2 separate regions of the Gossypium hirsutum genome follow, and region 2 is linked to region 1. Evidence: chromatin contacts called from public Hi-C data. All regions are on one chromosome and are shown on one strand. Each heading gives the region's core, a stretch centred on a gene start, on an enhancer-like site or on the middle of the called end of the contact. The rest is flanking DNA. Distances are from core to core; before and after follow the strand shown.

What was found. A called contact is a pair of places that touch in the nucleus more often than the background predicts.
Region 2: a contact with region 1 is called in a Hi-C map of leaf, with 1.9 times the contacts expected there. The contact joins the promoter of LOC121214711 here to the promoter of LOC107909934 in region 1. A contact is called at or near these places in 2 of 34 Hi-C or Micro-C datasets (both in leaf).

The regions. Positions count from the first base shown.
Region 1 is chrD02:51,473,880-51,478,064 of Gossypium_hirsutum_v2.1, forward strand. It overlaps LOC107909934 (protein CHROMATIN REMODELING 19), which reads left to right and starts at 2,005. Exons shown (of 12, transcript XM_016837644.2): 1 at 2,005-2,695; 2 at 3,072-3,189; 3 at 3,968-4,008; 4 at 4,087-4,185. The coding sequence starts at 2,192.
Region 2 is chrD02:52,156,927-52,161,111 of Gossypium_hirsutum_v2.1, forward strand. LOC121214711 (E3 ubiquitin protein ligase RIE1) reads right to left here and starts at 2,340. Exons shown (of 5, transcript XM_041088775.1): 1 at 1,528-2,340; 2 at 502-621. The coding sequence starts at 2,000.

The sequences.
Region 1 (4,185 bases), core at 755-3,254:
AGTAACATGTTTTAATCTCATTCTTAATTCTATTTTAGGAGATTATTCGATATTAATGGTGAATTTTATGCTTCTAATCATTTAAATTCATGTTTTTATACTTAGGATAGCATTTGGGAGCAAAAGGAGCCAAAAACAAGTGAAAATCGGAAAATCGGAGCAAGTTACAAGAGCCACATGGGCTGACCCCTTCCACATGGCCTGACCATACGGTCATGTAGTAGGCCATGTTGATTTCGCGAAGTTGCACCATAAACGAGAAATCGCATTTTTTTAGGTTTTTCGGGCATTTTAAGGCATATATATGACAAAAATATGATGATATGAGAGCGTTGCCGTAGAATATTCAAGAAAACAACTTGTAAAACACCATTGAAGCGGATTTCTGTCAAGATTAAAGACTTCTAGTTGATTTCTTAGGAGATTATCATGAGTTTCTTTATTTTTTTTTTGGTTATACTATCTCTAGGATGTTTTTATTTGCAAGCATGAACTAATTTTCTAAATACTTAGGGAGATGAGCCCTATGATGAATTCTGTCGCTTGATTTTTATTTTGCGTAATGAATACTTAGATTTTGTTCTCAATTTCTACATTATTGATCCATGTTTGATGTGCTTAAATCAGAGGAGGAATAAACCCTGTTTAAGAGTAGATCTTGCATAATTGAGTCCAGTTGCATGCAATCCTAGAAATAGGACGATATAAATCTACCGGATTAGAGTCAAATCTAATAGGGGAGTCCATAAATTGAGTTAATACGATAATAGGGGTTTTAATTAAAAAGAAATTTCAATTAATCAATATAGAGTTAGTTGCTCTTACTCTCGAAAGAGATATTAACATAATTTAGGGATTTTTACGGATCAATATACTAAGTAAAGAAATTGCGTAATTTAGATTGATAATGACAGATGAAATCTAGGTGGGTTCTTTCTTGGGTATTGTTTTGCTTCTTGGTTGTTAATCGATTATTTTCCTGATTTTTTCTTTGTCGCGTTTGTAGTTAATTAATATAGTTAATTTTAGTTTTAATCAACCACTCAAATTTATCGGTTAAATAATAGAAAGATGGTAAAAACTAGTACTTTTAGTCTTCATGAGAACAATATCTTTGCTCACCAGAGCTATACTATTAATTGATAGGTGCACTTGCTTTAGTCAGATTTTTAATTAGCTTCGCGATGTATCAATTGTTATTGTTATAATTTTGAAATTAAAAAATATATAATTTTAAAAAAAATTAGAATATATAAATTAATCAAAAATAAAAAATTACACTAAGAATGTCTAGATTCAAATGCATCTAAACAACTTGTAGATGTTCCTTTTTAGTTCTTTTATTTATTTATATATTTTTATAAAATTTTAATTTTTATTAATTTCTATATTATAAATTTTTATACATTTTCAAATTATTATAGGATTTTTTTATATATTTTTAATTTTTATATTTTATAAAATTATATTTTTAAATAATAACCTAAAAACTGATATTTTATAAAAAAAATAAAAAATATAAACTTATTAAAAATTACATGTAGAATGAAGTTTGACAAATTTGTGTCCTAATTCATTCTAGATGTGAAAAATTATACTTCTATTTATTAATTTATATATTTTTAATTTATGATTTTGACTTGGCATATTAAGAGGTTATCGGGTGCCACTACTGAATTGGTTATCAATAGCACATCAATATAAACTAAATATATTAGTACGAACATATCAACTTCAATAGTAGAATATAAATTCATATACCAATTAAATAAAAAAAATAGATACAAAATTAAAAAACAAATATTAAACCTTAGAAAATTAACTAAAAAAAATCTATTGATTTCAGTGAACATTTTATTACGAAAAAAATTCCATCAAGTATAGTCAAATGATGTCAGGTTAATTTTTAACAATTGAACGTATTTCCGCACTATAAAGCCACAGCAGTCCAAAATCAGACAACTTTTATCTATTTAACATTACTTATAGTTACGAAAGTACTTTTCCATTAACAAAGCGAACTCCCAAAACCAAAACCAACAATTTTAAGACCCGCGCTTTCTCAGTTTCTATTCACTGTCGCCCCGCCCTTTTCCAGCTCTGCGCTCTCCTCTCTTATATTTTCTCTTCTCCTCGCCCAAATCAAAATAAAAATAAATTAAAAGGAAAACAGATTAAAATTAAAGTTAAAATGAAGCGCGTTTTCGAGGAAATCTCTGACGAAGAATGGGAGAACCACTCTTTCAAGCCTTCTCGTGTTTTGAAGAAAAACCCTAATCCTCCTCCAATTGAGTCTTTCGCTTTCAATTCCCAAACTCAGGCTAGTTTTTCCGACCAAAGCAGCGATGATTGTGTCGAAATCGAACATTTGGCTGATGATTCCAACTTGGAAGACGACGTTGAGCCCGAGGATGCCGGGCCGGTCAACCTTGCGCGTCGATTCATCGTTGATGAAGACGATGACGACGAAGAAGATGGTGATGGAAAAGACGGCAATGAGAATGCTTTTGAGGAGCTGTATGACATTGAGTCGAGTGAAGAAGAGCAATTGCAAGAGGATGACGTGGTGGGGAAGGCGTTGCAGAAGTGTGCGAAAATATCTGCGGAGCTACGGAAGGAGCTGTATGGGAGTTCCGGTGCTTCTTGCGAACGATACGCCGAAGTAGAAGCTTCTTCAGTGAGAATCGTTACACAGGTATTAAAAAAGCTTAAGGCATTCTATTTTTCTGTTTGGTTACTGAGAAAATTGAGGAAGGAAGGCCGTGATCACTTGCATTCTTATATATATATATAATCAGAATGCTTTATGAAGTTGTAAAAGGTTGTAGTAAGTTTGAGGGAGCTAAATTTAGCGAATTTTGTGATTATGATTTTTGTCTAATCTTTAGTTTAATGAAAATCACCAATAGCTTTAAATTTCATTTTTATGTTCATTTTAGGGGAGCCGGTTATTTTTTATATACTGCATGACAAAATTTGGGGAATGTATTATATGCGTTGTCTTTTCCACATCAGCTTCGTTGTTTCCTAATAGACTTGTCTATAAATTGGAATATTTCTTACTCTTGCAGAATGATATTGATGCAGCATGTGCAGTGGTGGATCCGGAATTTCAGCCAGTTCTCAAGCCATATCAACTGGTTGGTGTAAATTTTCTTCTTCTGTTGCATAGTAAGGGCATTGGTGGAGGTACTTGTTCTAATCTTTTGACATCATTGTTGGGCTGTATATTTCTAGGTCTTTTTTATTGATTTAGTACCTAAAACAAGAAATCGTAATTGTTTGTGGGGATTTGATAAGTTACTGAACATATTTCTTATCACCTGAGAAGAAAAAAGCTTCGCTCACCCTTAAGTGTTGTCATTGGCCTACATTCTTCAAGTACCTTTGAAGATTGTTAACTGTAATTGGGTGATTAAAGTTAAGATGAAGAAAAGAGACATAAAATTCTTAACTGTGGGTTGTATTATCCATTCTTCTGTTGCATAATAAATGCATTGACCTTTGTCAATCACTTTCTTGAAATGCATCAATCGCTTTTGTGGCAAAGGAAGGAGAAGGAAAAGATAAGAACCTTGAGTGATAGTAGCTTAGCGGAGTTAGATAATATGCAGGCTCTATACTCTTAGCTTTTGAGGGAATGATATTGAACTTGTTAAGTTTAAGAAAGTATGTGAAGATCTGTTGAGATTCGTACTTGTTTCAGTTAGTTTCCAATTTGATAAGAAGATTGTGAAAAGAATTTGTCAAGGTTGAGTCTTATTGCTGAATTTGATGTTGAATCGGCCAAACAGGGGATGGTTGTTCATTTTTCTTTATGATGCCATGTACTATGTTAATAGGTAAGTAATTTGGCATTCCATTTTTCTTGTTTCCTTATGAGTGCAGTACATAAATACTGATTGCTTTTGCAGCCTCTATTTCATATAATTTGGAAGGACAATTACAACTTTTTGTATATGTGCAGCTATATTGGCAGATGAGATGGGTCTTGGGAAAACCATTCAGGTACTTCAACTCTAAGTTCTTGCCCTTGATAATCCTCTGTATTTGGTTTTTATCAGACTAAATTGCTTTTCTCTACAGGCTATTACATATCTGACTTTGCTGAAACATCTGAAAAATGATCCTGGTCCTCATTTAATAGTTTGTCCTGCCTCACTTTTGGAAAACTGGGAAAGAGAA
Region 2 (4,185 bases), core at 1,090-3,589, 680 kb after region 1:
ACCATGGTGGTACCCATGCCACAAACCTAATTTACTCGAAATAGGGGTTAATGTGTATCTCAATTTCTTTTAAAGCTTTTCCATATAACATACCCGCAAAAAAAAAAAAAAAGGACAAGAAAACACTAGACAGTCTTTTTGGAAAACGGTATTTGAAAATCCAAAATGCTTAACAGGTAAAAGCATTCTACCATTTCCTTTCTTTGGCTTAACTAAAATATAAACTCTTTTTTTATGCAACAGATTGAGAAACAGAGAAAGATATTCTAATGGTGACAGCTTGATTGTGACTGTGTCTGAAGCAGACAACACCATAGATTAATTATAAAAGAATGAGATAATAACCGGTGTACAACTTTTCAATAACTTGGCAATTAAAGGTAGAAACTCTTCTACATATTTCTTGTTTCCGTGGGGTCGGAAATCAATATGTTATTCACAAATATGTAACCCTAAACTGAATAAGCTTGCTGTTAAAAAATAGATTGGCTAACAGCATACCAGTACAACCGCGGGGCATTCTGCAGAAGGATATCACCACCAGAAACTACCCAATAGAAGCCGACTATCCACCAAAGAAATGATGCCATGGTATTCACTGTTTCACATCGTTTAGTTATACTGCCCATTACATCATCAAATCAATAAAATAATAATAAGTTGATCATCCCAAGTTAAAGTTTCTACAATAGGAAATAAATGCAAATCTAGATGTACAATACAAGAAAAATCCATTCAAATGATAGCTTGGTAACAATTTCATAGCTTTGGCCGACTGCATTGATCGATATAATCAAAACAAAACTACCTATAATAGTAGATATTGCAGTAATTGGTTGGTTACAAGATAAGACACATCAAACTCCAAAACTTCCTTATCATGCACAACGTGGGGCAAAAAGTGTCTTAAATTTAAATTATTCTACCATCATTCAAAGCTCAACGCTAGTCCTATGGCCTATGATTCTAGTTCTTGTATTTGAACCATGGAAGTATACAAAAACACAATGCAGCCTAATCCGCCCCGCCCAGAATATTCCCAAAGTTTCGACATTCCACTCCTCTTGAAAGGGAGACTAAAGGATAATGATAATTCAGCCAATTATATTCATGCAAACCATACAAAACAGTGCCATAGCCAAAATAAATGTCAACACCAAAACAAAGCCCTTCCAATTCCTTGAGAATAACCATAGACCCAAATCCCCTAAATCCTCAAAACCTAATCTAATTCATCTTGAAAATCCAATAAAACGCCAAATCGAACTAAAATCCTCATCCAGTTTAACACAGAAAATGAGCACTACTTCCATCAAAATTCTAACTTCAGAACATAAATAGTTCATGCACCAATACAAATCTGTTCTAAAGAAAGCCTGAATCCTCATCTCAATTCAACTAAAGAACAATAAACACTAAAATTTAAAATTAAACAAAAAAAAATCAACATTTTAAGCTTAAACACACACACACACACACACACACACACATCAAATTTTTAGTCAAATTATACTAAAAGAAACTGACCTTGATTCATTTGAACCAAAAAGACCGCTGTCTTCTTCATCTTCACTATCATTAACATCCCCAGAAACTGCTTCTCCTCTCTCCTCATCCGTAACGGATATTCTCCTACTGTTCCTTCGCCTGTATTCCAACCACACTAAAACAACATGAAGCAAGCACTGCAAAGCATAAGCACAGATCCATAATCTAATAGGAGTATTGGGCGTCTCATCCGCGGTACTTATCAACATCACTACCGACACCACCACGAACGCTGTATTCCACAGCATGTCCAGTGCCACAACGGGCTTCGAGTACCCCCAGTCGGCCCTCCGCTCCTCCAACTCACGTGCCGCTGTCTCCCTAACCAGCATGGAAGCGCCACGCCGTCCCGTGGCTCGCCCCAATAAATGCGCCAACGATACAGGGCGAGCAGCCGAGCCATCAGGTTGACGCGGACGAAGGAGAGGCGCGTGAGGATCAGACGCCGCCATGGTTGCTTTGGATGAAGATGTGAACAAACAAACAAAAAGAAAACACCTTTTTGATTTCGGGGTTTTCAGAAATCTGGGGAGAACTCACAAAGAGAAGAAACACATAATTGGAGTATTAACATTAGCAAGAATAAAAACCATATTTGTTGAAAATAAGAAAAAGAAGGGAACGTCTGGTTTGGATTAAAGAGTTTTCGGTTTAGAACGGAACTGCCGTCCTCACTGTCAATTAGATGCTTTTATTGATTTTTATTTTGTTTTCTGTCGGATTCTGCTTTGCTCTATTATTTTTGTTTCCTGAAAAGATAAAAACAGTGTGTTATGTATGTAATATGTTTTCTTTTTTCACTTTCTTTCGCGCTTTATTTCTTTTATATTTATCAGTCCTTTTGGCTTTTTCTTTACCCAACCATATTTATTACCGCTGCGTTTCTGTATTGCTGTAATACGGTTTTTGAAGTTCAAACATAGTACTTTACCTTCACTACGCTCCTTAAATATTAATTGATTTTAGAGTAAATTACTACCAAGTTCTTTGAATTATTAATAAGATCATAATTTTTATCACTTAACTTTAAAAAATGACAAAATGATCACTAAACTATTTAAAAGCTCCAGTTTAAGTCACTAAACTATTTAAAAAATTTTTATTTAAGTCATTGTATTGTTAAGGTTGGTTTTTAAAGTCCACCTAGTAAGCTTCAATCGACGATTTGATGATCGGTACGATGGATCAATACCCATCGAGTAAAAAAACATGCTTTAGATTCAAGTCAATATGATGGTCAGTGTAGGAGATTGAAAAAGAAAATTATTTAAATTTTGGTTCACAAATTTATGACGTTCAAAGCTATTTTATGAAAAAAAAAAGTAGAAAATAAGGGAAAGAGAGCGTTTGATTAGTGTAGGCAGTGAAATAGAGAATACCATATAATAGCGATTTTAACAACATAATAGCTTAAAAGAAAACTTTCGAATAGTTCAATGACTATTTTGTAACTTTTTAAAATTAAATGACCAAAATGTAAATTTACTAATAATTTAGTGACTCTTGATATAGTTTACTCTTGATTTTATTACTTTATTAACTCTTTTGTGTTTTTCTACACAATATATTTTTACGCAAATATTAAATATTTTAATATTTTAAACTATATTTTCAAAAATATATATTTTTTAATAGAACATATGTTTTTGCAAGGATTTTGTAGTAAAGTAGTATGAAGAATCGTGTGTTAAGAGTTGTATTGCATTTTATCATTTCTATTTGAAAAATAAGTAAATTAGACCTTGTATGTTAGATGAAAAAGTAAACTAGTTATTCTATTCAAAATTTCTTTCATTTCTATCGTTAAGTGACGATGTGGCTGAGTGAGCAAATAGGCAACCACTCGTGACATATCACATATAAGGGTGTTCAAACTGTTAACTGAACCAAACTAATATTAATTGAATTAACCAAACTTTTTAATCCTTTAATCGTTAATCAAACCAAAATTTGTTCAAAAAAAATAACCAAACCGAAATTTATATATTTTTATTTTTTGTTTTTTGTTAAAACAAGTATAAAACATATAAAAAATAAATTGATAATGTTCATTTGATTGAATTATCCAAATTAACCAAATTAAAACTACATATAATTTGTATTATTAATTATTAAGTTCAATTAATTCGATTAATTACCCCATTTTAAACCGAATTAACCGATAAACGAACTTTCAAAAAATCATTAACCAACCTCTGATCAAATTAGATCAGTTAACCGACTGATTAACCGAATTAAATTGGTTCGATCGATTAATTTAATTTTAACCGAAATTTAAATACTCCCAACCACATCTACCTCATGCATATTTAAAATTTAAAAAAAAATCCTAAAAGTAAAAATAAAAAATCCTGAAAAATAATTTCTACAGGTTGATCATCAACGTGATTTTTCATATCATTATTAAAAATATAAATAATTTATTTAAAAATTATAAATAAAAACACATGCTTTCACTTCCACTAAAATTGCATTATTTTGCTAGTTATTTGTCATTTCAATTTTTTTATAGTAATTCATCACAATAAATTTTAAATATTTAAGTAAATTGTAACTCAATAATGATAATTAATTTATAATTCTAATATTTATTTTAATTTTAAATAAATTTACAATTCTTAACAAATTTTAAATATA